2 separate regions of the Mus musculus genome follow, and region 1 is linked to region 2. A link is a contact called in public HiChIP or PLAC-seq data. All regions are on one chromosome and are shown on one strand. The core of a region is the stretch at or near the end of the contact, and the rest is flanking DNA. Distances in the headings are between cores, read along the strand shown. Region 1 holds the start of Rbms2 (RNA binding motif, single stranded interacting protein 2). Region 2 overlaps Rbms2 (RNA binding motif, single stranded interacting protein 2).

Evidence for each region. HiChIP or PLAC-seq counts read pairs in DNA pulled down with a chosen protein or histone mark.
Region 1: a contact with region 2 is called in an H3K27ac HiChIP or PLAC-seq map of embryonic stem cells, with 58 read pairs. The contact joins the promoter of Rbms2 here to the enhancer-like site in region 2. A contact is called at or near these places in 19 of 39 promoter capture datasets (3T3-L1-derived adipocytes, the C10 cell line, the HPC-7 cell line and 12 more), 13 of 15 datasets of contacts at CTCF or cohesin (CD8 T cells, the G1E-ER4 cell line, the NIH/3T3 cell line and 6 more), 297 of 484 Hi-C or Micro-C datasets (the 3T3-L1 cell line, 3T3-L1-derived adipocytes, the 4T1 cell line and 155 more), 50 of 115 datasets of contacts at active chromatin or transcription factors (the 230-238 cell line, CD8 T cells, the HPC-7 cell line and 30 more) and 5 of 9 other capture datasets (adipose tissue, embryonic tail, liver and 2 more).

What each region holds. Positions count from the first base shown.
Region 1 is chr10:128,172,712-128,178,593 of GRCm38.p6, forward strand. Rbms2 (RNA binding motif, single stranded interacting protein 2) reads right to left here and starts at 3,857. Exons shown (of 13, transcript NM_019711.2): 1 at 3,639-3,857. The coding sequence starts at 3,704.
Region 2 is chr10:128,138,460-128,143,839 of GRCm38.p6, forward strand. Rbms2 (RNA binding motif, single stranded interacting protein 2) reads right to left here. Exons shown (of 13, transcript NM_019711.2): 5 at 4,936-5,093. Among named protein-coding and RNA genes, the nearest start is that of Gm51821, 16 kb to the left of the region's middle. Within about 2 kb of position 2,287, at least 9 of the 459 cell types and tissues checked have an H3K27ac peak or open chromatin away from gene starts, as enhancers often do. A contact at or near this core is called in bone marrow-derived macrophages, embryonic stem cells, germline stem cells and 3 more, where this site is marked.

The DNA of each region.
Region 1 (5,882 bases), core at 2,607-5,106, 36 kb after region 2:
CTGACTGTCCTAAAACTCACTCTGTAGACCGTGTGGCCTGGAACTCAGAGACCCACCTACCTGCCTCTGCCTCCCTTAGCCCGGGATCAAAGGAGTAAACTACTTGTCCAGGCTGCTTGCTTGTTTTCCTTGAGACTAGTTCTCTCTATGTAAACCAGGCTGGCCTTGAACTCACAGAAGACCACCATGCCCAGCCCAGAATCTTTACAATGTTTAACTTTAGGTTTAAAAGTGCACAAATTGGGCTGGAGAGATGGCTCAGCAGTTAAGAACACTGGCTGTTCTTTCAGAGCATGCAGGTTGGGTTCCCATCACACAGCAGTTCACTACTGTCTATAACTCCAGTTTCAGGGGATTTAACACCCTGTCTAGCCTCCAAGGGCACCAGGCACATGTGTGGTATGCAGACATAACTGCGGACAAAACACTCATATACATTTAAAAAAAAAAAGCATGAATTGCTTTGCATGGTGATACTGGCCTATAATTTTGGGAAACTGAAGACTGAAGCAGGAAGATTGAGCAGTTGAAAGCAGCTTGGTATACACAGCTACAGAGTAAGTTTCAAGCCAACCAGGGATACAAAGAATCAAAAATGTACAAGACCAGCGCACTCCCACCCCCAAAAGCACAGATTTACATGAGAAAATACATTGAAACACTTCTCTGAAACAAGAACAAAGGCACCAAACTCTCTGTGTCAACAGCAAGATGGAGAGCAACATAGCCCTTTCAGTTCATGTACCCTAAGTTCACAAGCCCATACACACACACAGCATCAGTCTTGTGCACAGCCACAATATGCACAAAGTGCAAATATGGCTTCCTTAGATGTTTCAGAACATTGGCTTGTAAGAATCCAAAGAATGCTTTCTCCACTTAACACTTTAATTTATTGTGTGCATGTAGGGGTCAGAGGACAACTTGTGGGAGTCTCCTACCTAATATAGGTCCCGAGATAGGACTCAGGCTTGAAGGCACGACCTTTGCCATCTAAGTCATCCTGACAGACCCCCAGAGGCTTTTTTTAATTACTTATTTTTTTATTCTTGCTATCATTAGTGTATCTCTCTGAGTGAGTACACAATGCCACACTGTGTGTGCAGACAGCAGGACAAATTTCAGGAAGGGAGTGACTTTCTCCTTCAACCATGGGACCTGGGGCTTGAAACGACAATTGCTTTCACCCACAGGGCCATCCCACCATCCCCCAAGGTCTTCTTGGCAAATACAATTAGTGACTATGCAGCTGCTCCCACTCCTACCCTATCCAAAGACAGTATTTCCTGAACTGTTTCCCAGACCTTATAAATTATCAGGAAGAGATATGAGATTAAGTTGAAATCTGCAGTCCTATCTCTTGGTCCCCAAGTTCTCCTACACTTACAATCTAAACATCTGGCTGTTGGCTTAGTCACCAAGTGCATGTGCAAGGCCACACGTTCCATCCCCAGCATCAGCATCAACAAAAAAACAAAAAGAAAAAAAAGAAGGAAACTAAATCTTAGACATCCCCCATACTCCAAAGGGAAAGGAGAACTGAGAAAATATTTTAGATATATTCAAATACATAACAACCTGAAAGAGAAAATCCATTTCCTTTTATTCTAATGGGTATCCTGAGAAACTTGGAGGGGAAAAAGAATCAGAAGAGGCTGTGTAGTAGGAGCCCTGGGAAGGCTGAGCCAGGAGGATTACAAGTTTGAGGGCCAGTTGGGCTACATAATAAAACCAAATTAGAAAGAAAGGAAGGCTAGCACTTAGGAGGCAGAGACAGGTGGATTTCTGAGTTCGAGGCCAGCCTGGTCTACAGAGTGAGTTCCAGGACAGCCAGGGCTATACAGAGAAACCCTGTCTCAAAAAACCAAAAAGAAGAAGAAGAAGAAGAAGAAGAAGAAGAAGAAGAAGAAGAAGAAGAAGAAGAAGAAGAAGAAGAAGAAGAAGAAGAAGAAGAAGAAAAGGAAGGAAGGAAGGAAGGAAGGAAGGAAGGAAGGAAGGAAGGAAGAGAAAGAAAGAAAGAAAGAAAGAAAGAAAGAAAGAAAGAAAGAAAGAAAGAAAGAAAGAAAGAAAGAAAGAAAAAGATAAGAGGCAATGGCTCATTCATATCTGTGATCCTGTGACCAGCCTGGGCTACAGAGTGAGTTTTAGGCCAACTTGGAGCAAAGACGGAGACCATGTCTCAAAACCCAAAACTAATAGAAAATGAGAATGAAACTTGTATACAGTACTATAAAGAGCTGAGGAGAATAAAGATAGGTGGAATGTTCCCTTTCAAACACACATACATATAAAATGAATTATATATACATATATACACATATAACATATATATATATGCATATATATATATTAGAAGGGCATCAGTTAATACCTATTGAAATATATAATATAATGTTTGTATATGTGTGTAATCAAAAATATGCATAGAGCTTCATTTCTTTTTTTGTTTTTGTTTGTTTTTTGACACAGGGTTTCTCTCTGTAGCTCTGGCTGTCCTGGAACTTGCTTGTAGTCCAGGCCGGTGTTGAACTTAGAGATTGGACTGCCTCTGCTTCCTGGGTACTAGATTTAAAGGCTTGCACCATCACCTGGCTGTAGAGCTTTCTTTCTTAAGCACATAAACAGAATGAAAACCACATAAACTACCCACCAGAGTACTGCCCTGATGAGATACTAGTATTCGAGTCTCTGAAATGGTCTTTTCAGGTCCACGAGGATATGAATCTCTCCCCACCTCCAACATTCCATCAAACAAGCATAGATCTCTGCACCACGTGTTTTCTTAAAGAACAGCTGTAATGCTCAAAAGAGACCAAAAAGTCTTCCTGCTATGGCTCAAAGCTCCTCCTCCAGCATTGCATACCACAAAATGCCAAGAAACTGCCAAGGATACTCTCTGGCAAATGTGGGCAAGCCTGTCTATCTCTCTCCAGGCTGTTCATTCACTCAAACATACCTTAACTCCTCAGGCAGCCAGGGGTTAATCATAAAGACTCCAGGGATCCTTGCTAAGCCTGGCTATCTGCAGGGTTCCAAGTATCCTCTCAAAAGGCATGACCCAAAGAATCACAGAGCTTTCTGCCTTAATCCCAAAGCATGTTATCTCCCCAAATTCCTCTGCCAGGATGGGTGGGGTGGGGTAGGGTCTCTCGTCTAGAAGCACACACTTAATTCTTGATGAGCCTTGAGACCTCTCAAACTACCTGTAATTTTTCTGCTATCTGGTGGGTTGAGTAAAAAGCGAAGTGAGGTGGGGGTAAGGGTGGATGCAATTAACCAAAATGATAAAATAATCTTGCCGGGTGTGAGCCTAGGGACAAGGTCTGAGTTGTCAGACTATCCCCGGGACCATGGGCGCAGCAGCAGACAGGCAGACTAACTTCGTTTCAGAAGATACAAACTTGCAAAGTTGGTTGTTTTTATTCCGCTGCCTCCTCCAGCCTCACAAACTTCTGCTCTAAATTCCTTTAACTCCAGAACCAGGTGCAAAAAGGCAGGAAAGACGCGGTGGAAGGAGAGGCGCTGAAGGGGGACAGAGGAATCTCGTTCCCCTCTTAAAGGAGAATTCTAAAACCAAGGGCGCTCCTGGATCCCTAGGAAAGGAAGTAGCTGATTCCCCAAAAGCACTTTTTTCCTACCTTCTTGTTGTTCTTGTTATAGCCAAAAGTCGAAATCCCAGGCCTGGAAGTCACTGATAGCAGCATTTTTTCTTTACTGTTACGGAGCTGAGAGAGAGAAAGAAGAGAGTGAAGGAAAGGGAGGGAGAAAGAGGGAGGGAGGAGGGGAGGGGGAAAGGAGAGGGAGAGAGGAAGGGAGGGAAAGAGGGAGGGAAGGGAGAAGGGAGGGGGAGGAGAAAGAGGAGAAAAGGAGCACGCAAGAGAGAGAGAGGGAGTGGGGGGGGGGCCTGCGGGGAAGAATGAGCTAGGTCTGCTCCTTACGTCACTGAGAGAAGTTAACCCAAAGTCAGAACGAGCCACTTCCACTGGGTCCTAATGCCCGGGATGTTCTGTTTTGGTTTTGGTTTTCATAGGCTTAGTTCAAGCTAGAAAGAAGAATTCTTAGGTCTAATCCTTTTCAAATGTAACCCTGTTTCTCCATGAACAAGTTCTGATTATTATGAAAAGACAATTAACCTATTATTAATAAAAGACAATGGTTTTTGTTGTTGTTTTGTTTTGATTTGAAGCTTTCTTTCCCTGAGATCTCAGCTACAAGATTTCAAACTTGGCCTGAAAAATGTCTTAGTAAGTTGCCAGGCCTATGCTCAGTTCCCAGATCTACATGGTAGAAGGAGAGAACCAGCTACCAAAAATTTTTCTCCCCCGACCCCAGCACCCAATGTGGCATGCCCACATATGCACATACAAAAAGAAATAAATGAAATAGTATATATATATATATATATATATATTTAAAGACATCAAGCTTAGTGTAAAAGGACCATCTTGACTGCCTCCCAGAGCATGGAAAGAAGACTATATGGCAATACCGTGTGTGAGAGCTCAGAGCTCAGACTAGTTTATATTAGGGTGATTTTTTTTTTTTTTTTTTTTGGTTTTTGAGACAGGGTTTCTCTGTGTAGCCCTGGCAGTCCTGGAACTCACTTTGTAGACCAGGCTGGCCTCGAACTCAGAAATCCACCTGCCTCTGCCTCCCGAGTACTGGGATTAAAGGTGTGCACCACCACGCCCAGGCCCAGCTTATATTAGGGTGATCTTGATGCAGTAAGAAAGATTTTGGAGTCTGGAGAGCTGGCTCAGGGGTTAAGAGCATGGCTGCTACTCCAGGAGAGCACAGCTGATTCCCAGCATCCACATGAGGTGACTCACAGTCACCTCTATGGCCACTAGCTTCCATGGATACCAGCATGCTCACACATGTGTGCTCTCTCTCCCTCTCCCACTCCCCCCCCCCATCATATACACATGCATACGTATATACACATACATAAGTACACAAAACACACACAGAGACACACATACACACACAATGTTTTATTTTTTATTTTTTGAGACAGGGTTTCTCTGTGTAGCCCTGAATGTTCTGGAACTCACTCTGTAGACCAGGCTGGCCTGGATATCTGCCTACCCCTGCCTCCCAAATGCTGGGATCAAAGGTGTGCACCCCCACTGCCAAGCTAATTTTTTTAACATTAAAAAAAAAGTATCTTGGAGCTGGCGAGATGGCTCAGTGGTTAAGAGTGCCAACTGCTTTTCCGAAGGTCCCGAGTTCAAATCCCAGCAACCACATGGTGGCTCACAACCATCCGTAATGAAATCTGACGCCCTCTTCTGGAGTGTCTGAAGACAGCTACAGTGTACTTACATATAATAAATAAATAAATAAATAAATAAATAAATCTTTAAAAAAAAAGTATCTTAAAATTAATAGGGCTGGTGAGATGGTTCAGTGGGTAAGAGCACCTACTGCTCTTCCAAAGGTACTGAGTTCAAATCCCAGCAACCACATGGTGGCTCACAACCACCCATAATGAGATCTGATACCCTCTTCTGGTGCGTTTGAAGACAGCTACAGTGAACTTATTCTAATAAATAAATCTTTTAAAAGAAAGAGAAAAAAGTAATTAATTAATTAATTAATTAATAATAATACAGAGAAACCCTGTCTCAAAAAACAAATAATAATAATAAGAAGAAGAAAAAGCATGGCCTAGGGATGGTGATACACTGCTTAAAGCTGGAACTCCAGCATGTATGAAGAAAGATCACCAAAAGCCTGAGGCCAGCCAAGGCCACAGAGTGACCAGTGACCGTAGGATCCACTGCAGAGCTTGAGGGAAAAGGCCAGCCTAGGCTATACTTTTTTTCACATGATAGTTCAGCAGGTAAAGGTGCTGAAAGATCTGGATTAATTCCTGGGAC
Region 2 (5,380 bases), core at 1,037-3,536:
AAAAGTTCTACCGTGTCTGACTGCTATGGAGTGCTGGAAGTTGTCATGCAGGGTGAGCCCGCACTCGCTGACTGAGTAGCCCAGGCCCTAATGGTGAGCTGATGAGATGGTTCAGTGGATAATGGCATTTTTTTCAGCAGGCCCAACGACTTGAGTTCCATCCCTGGAACCCACATGGTATAAGGAGAGAGCCAACTCCTGATAGTTGTCCTCTGACCTCCACACATGCACTGTAACACACAAACATGCACATATGTACATAAGAAATAAACGTAAAGTTTTTTCAGTGGTCATGGAACTATTTTTTAAAAATTCCTAATGATGTCAGCATGATGGCGCATGACTTTGACCTCAGTGCTCGAGAAGCAGAGACTGGTGTCTCTCTGAGTGTTCCAGACCAGCCTGGGTCTACTTATCAAGTTCCAGGCCAGCTGGGGCTACAATGACACTGTCTCAAAAAAGAAAAAAAAAAAAAAGAAGTGAAGTGAAGTGGAGAAATGGCTCAGTGGGTAAGAGTACCTATTGCTCTTGCAGAGGACCCAGGTTCTGGTGCAAGTACTAACAGGATACCTCACAACCATGTGTAATAACTTACAGTGGATCCAATGCCCTCCTCTGACCTCTGAAGATAACAGGCTCACACTTGGTGCACATAAATGCATGTACACAGAAGACTCTTACACATACAAGTAAATATTTAAAGGAGAGAATTGACTCCTGTGAGCTTCCTCTGGCCTCCACAGAAATGTGATGCCATATTTGTTCTCCCCCCATGAATTGATAAATAAATGCCTTTTTTTTTTTTTTTTTTTTTCAAAGCAGAGTTTCTCTGTGTAGACCTGGCTGCTCTGGAACTCACTCTGCAGATCAGGCTGGCCTTGAACTCAGAGACCCACCTGCCTCTGCCTCCTGAGTGCTGGGATTAAAAAGGTGTGCAGCCACTACTACCTGTCATAAAGAAATGCTTTTTAAAGGGTGTGAGGGCTCTTGCCCCATACGTGATACAGAGGGGGAAAGCACAAGAAAAGAATGAAGGTGTAGGTACCAGTGGCCGTTCACCACCCAAGGCTCTGTAAGTCAGAGCACTCAGGAAAAGTGACCACATCCTCGTCTATGCACCAGCTACAGCTTCCTTCCGAAGTACAGACTGCTGAGCGGTTCCTGCTTGTTTCTGATTTTCTGAAATGGGAATCTTGTTGTATAGCCCCTGTCTCAGTGTTCACATGCTGGGATTTCAGCAGCTCTATACTTGGACTGGCAAGATGGCTCAGCAGATCAGAGAGCTTGCTGCCAAGTCTAATGACATGAGTTTGATCCCTGGAACCGACATGGTAAAGGAGAAAAATTGATTCCTAAAAGTTGTCCTCCATACACACACACACTCACAAATTAACAAATAAAATGTAATAGAAACATAAATGAGGGCCAGAGAGATGGCTCAGCAGTTAAGAGCACTGACTCTTCCAGAGGTCCTGAGTTCAAATCCCAGCAACCACAGGGTGGCTTACAACCATCTGTAATGAGATCTGATGCCCTCTTCTTCTGGTATGTCTGAAGACAGCTACAGTGTACTTACATATGGTAAATAAATTTAAAAAAAATAATAAACAAAACACAGGCAGTTATTTAATCCCAGCTGCTGGTGAACTATGTGAAGAACTGCCTGTATTGGGTTTAACTGTGAGCTTGTCAGCATGTCTCCCAGGGACTGTCTTCCATTAATTCACTTGGGTGGCACCATTCCCTAGGCAGGGACTGTTCCCTAGATGGGGGCCCTAAGCTGTGTCAGAGTGGAGAAGGCAAAGTGAGCCTAAACGGGCAAGCAAGCATGCATGAACTCATCCTGTCCTGGGTTCTGTCCGACAGGGCCTCTCAGTATAAGCTTTTTCAGCCTGGAACTGACTCTATTCACCAAGCTGTCCCTTCCACTCCACCCACTTCTGCCTCTTGAGTGCTGGGATTACAGGGACCACCACACCCTCCTTCCTAAGTATCCTTTTGTCCCGGTGTTTAAGCACAGTAACAAAAATGGAACCAGGACACATCACAAAAGAAAAAGGGCCAGGCGTGGTGGCGCACGCTTTTGATCCTAGCACTCGGGAGGCAGAGGCAGGCAGATTTCTGAGTTGGAGGCCAGCCTGGTCTACAGAGTGAGTTCCAGGACAGCTAGGGCTACACAGGGAAACCCTGTCTCGAAAAGCAAAACAAACAAGCAAACAGTGTGTGAGCCGAAAGTGGAAGAACACAAGTCCAAGACTCTTCCTCTTGTATTACCCAAGGTTGACATTAGGTGGCGCTACGCAGACTGAGCCTATTCAGAACTAGTATTTTTCTAGCCACAGCCTCTATTTTATTGGAGAGGCTGTTCTTTGAGACGGTATCTCACATAGTCCAGGGGCTCCCCATCCTCTTCCAAATGTCAGGATTGTGATGGGCCAAGATAACCCACTTCACTCCCAGTCTGAGCAGGCTAAGAGACTGAAACACAAAACCCAGACCTTTAAGCTAAAAACAATTAACAACTAACAGACTCTCCTCTCAAGTGAAACTCACTTGTTTGATTTTTCAATATTTTATTTATTTGTTTGTTTATTGAGCTAGGGTCTCACTCTCAATTCGGCAGGTCTTGAATTCCAAGTGATCCCTCTCATCTGAGCTACAGATCAGGCCTTGAATAGTTTGTTGTTTTGGTGTTTGTTTGTTTGTTTGTTTGTTTCAAGAGAAGAGTTTTTCTGTGTAACAGAGCCTTGGCTGGCCTGGAACGTGATCTATAGACCAGGCTGGCCCTGAACACATAGAGATCCTCCTGCATCTGCCCTCTCAACCACTGCTTGACTTCCACTGTTGATTTTGAGACAGACTCTTAAAAAAAACAAAAGCAAAAACAAAAACAAAAATCAACTTGGGCTGACTGTAAACAGTCTATGTACAACTTTCCAAGCACAAGGGTTACAGGTGTGTACAAACTTTGAGGGGTTCACCTTCAACTTCTGATTCTCCTGCCTCCACAACCCAAGTGCTAAAATGTCATTAGATACCCATTTTATTCCATGCTGTAGATCAAATTTTGGGGGGGGGGGTCCCATGCCTACTAAGCAAGCACTCTACCCACAGAGCTACATTACCACCCTGTCTTGAGCTTGGACTCATGATGTAGTTAGTGCTGGCTAGCCTGGAACTCACATTCTTTCAGATATGGCCACTTTGAACTTGCAGAGATTTTCCGCCACTCAAAACAAAAAGTCTTTGCAACAATGTTTCACATGTATTTATTTTGTATGTGTTAGCATTCTCTCTAAGATCCATCCCACAGTTACCTGGCAACAGCCAGGGATGCTCCACCCCACAGTACCTGGCAACACCCAGGGATGCCTGATGAGCTGCTTGCTCCCTCTTGCTCATGTTCTGTCCTCTCCTCTCTCTCCTCCCTCCCCTCCATCTCTCCACGTGCTCATGGCAGCCTCTTCTCCTCTACTTCTTCTCTTCTCTTCTCCTCTACTTCTCTTCTCTTCTCTCTGCCTTTCTCTGCCTCTACTACCCTCTTAACTCCCCCCTCCCATGCCCTTAATAAACTCTATTACTATACCATCATGTGGTTGCTCCCTCAGGGGGAAGGGATGCCTCAGCATGGGCCCACCAAGGTACCCCCTCCCCCCCATACCTGACTATACCTCCATAGAACATAACTCCCCCCCCCACTTTCTTTGTCTTTTTATAAAAACATCAGTATGTGTGTGTAGTCATGTGAGTGGTGGGGGGGGGTCAAACATGTTGGCAGGCTTCAACAGCAAGCATCTTTACGTGCTGATCAACCATGTAAGCACCCAAGCAAAATCTTTTTTAAAAAAGTAAGTCATTTTTAGGTAGGCTAAGATCAGGTGAAGCTCCATGACACATGAGCCCAGGAGAGGGCAGCCTAGAGAAGGAGAGATCTGGGTAATCAAACTCCACAGAGAACGCTAAAGCTCAGCAATGTCCTACAACACAGGGCAGCCACTGCACAGGTTGTTCTAGGATAGAAGTCTCCCTGAAGATCCAGAGAGCATAGCAAATCTTCCACTTCATCCTACTGATCTGAGGACTAGGTCCAGGCCTGACAGAGTTTAAATGAGGTGTGGAGTGGGAATGGTCAGCTGTAAGGGCACAGAATCGGACGAACAAAAGCTAGGTTAGCAGAGGCAATGGGAAAGGAAGCCGAAGGACATCCATGAGGTGAGGCGTGGTGGAGCATGCCTAGAATCCCAGCGTCTGGGAGGCAGAGGCAGGAGGATTGCAGGCAGTTTTTGTTATGTGCCAGGCCCTTAGTTTAATATTCAACACACACACACACACACACACACACACACACACACACACGATTTACTACCAAGGGTTTAGACAACTTGCATTCATGTATGTATTATGTATGTGCAGAAGCTGCCGCACATGTGAAGGTCAGAGGACCACCTTCTGGGGTCAGTTTTTCCTTCTACCGTCTGGGCTCCAGGGATCAAACTCAGGTCACCAGGTTTGCTGTCAAGCACTTTTACCTGCTGAGCTACTTTGCTGCCTCTTATTAGGTTTGTTTGTTTTGGGGTTTTTTTGGTTTTTCAAGACAGAGAAACCCTGTCTCAAAACTCACCAGGCTGGCCTCGAACTCAGAAATCCGCCTGCCTCTGCCTCCCAAGTGCTGGGATTAAAGGCGTGTGCTACCACACCCGGCTTATTAGGTATTTTTGACAATTATTTTGGTCTAGTTCAGGGGAAGGGCACTGTGTGTGTGTGTGTACGCCTATGTGTCTATATGTGTATGTATGTGTGTATCTCTGTGTGTATTTGTGTGTGTCTGTGTGTGATTCTGTGCGTGTGTGTCTGTGCGCATCTGTATGTGCATCTGTGTGTGTATGTGTTGTTTCCTAAGTTATTTCTTGCTAGCCACTCTCAGTCATCCCTTACCTTGCAAAGCCGACCCCTCTGCTGGCCCCACTAGTGTCTCGAAGGATCCGAGTAGAGATGACCTGGCCAAAGGGCTTCAGCATCCCCTCCAGTTCCTGCTCGTCCATTGACAGAGGGAGGTTTGAGATGTATAAGTTTGTAGGGTCTTGCTCCTGTTGCTATGGACACGAAGGTGAAAACTGAGGCTCACATCTTGCTCCCCATCCCATCCTCAGCCCTCATGCACAGAATAACATTTGAGAAGAGAAGCATTAAGGGGGGGATCCAAACACAGAGAACCTTCTGTTTGTAATACCCAGAACTGTCACCGTGTACTACACACCTAGTCCAGGAAGAGAGATTATAATATTTACCACGTCTACTGCTGTACAATCCAGTAACACAAGCCACCTACCAGCTGTCTCTTTAAGAAGCAGGCAGAACAAGTTTTCCTCTTGCCCTGCAG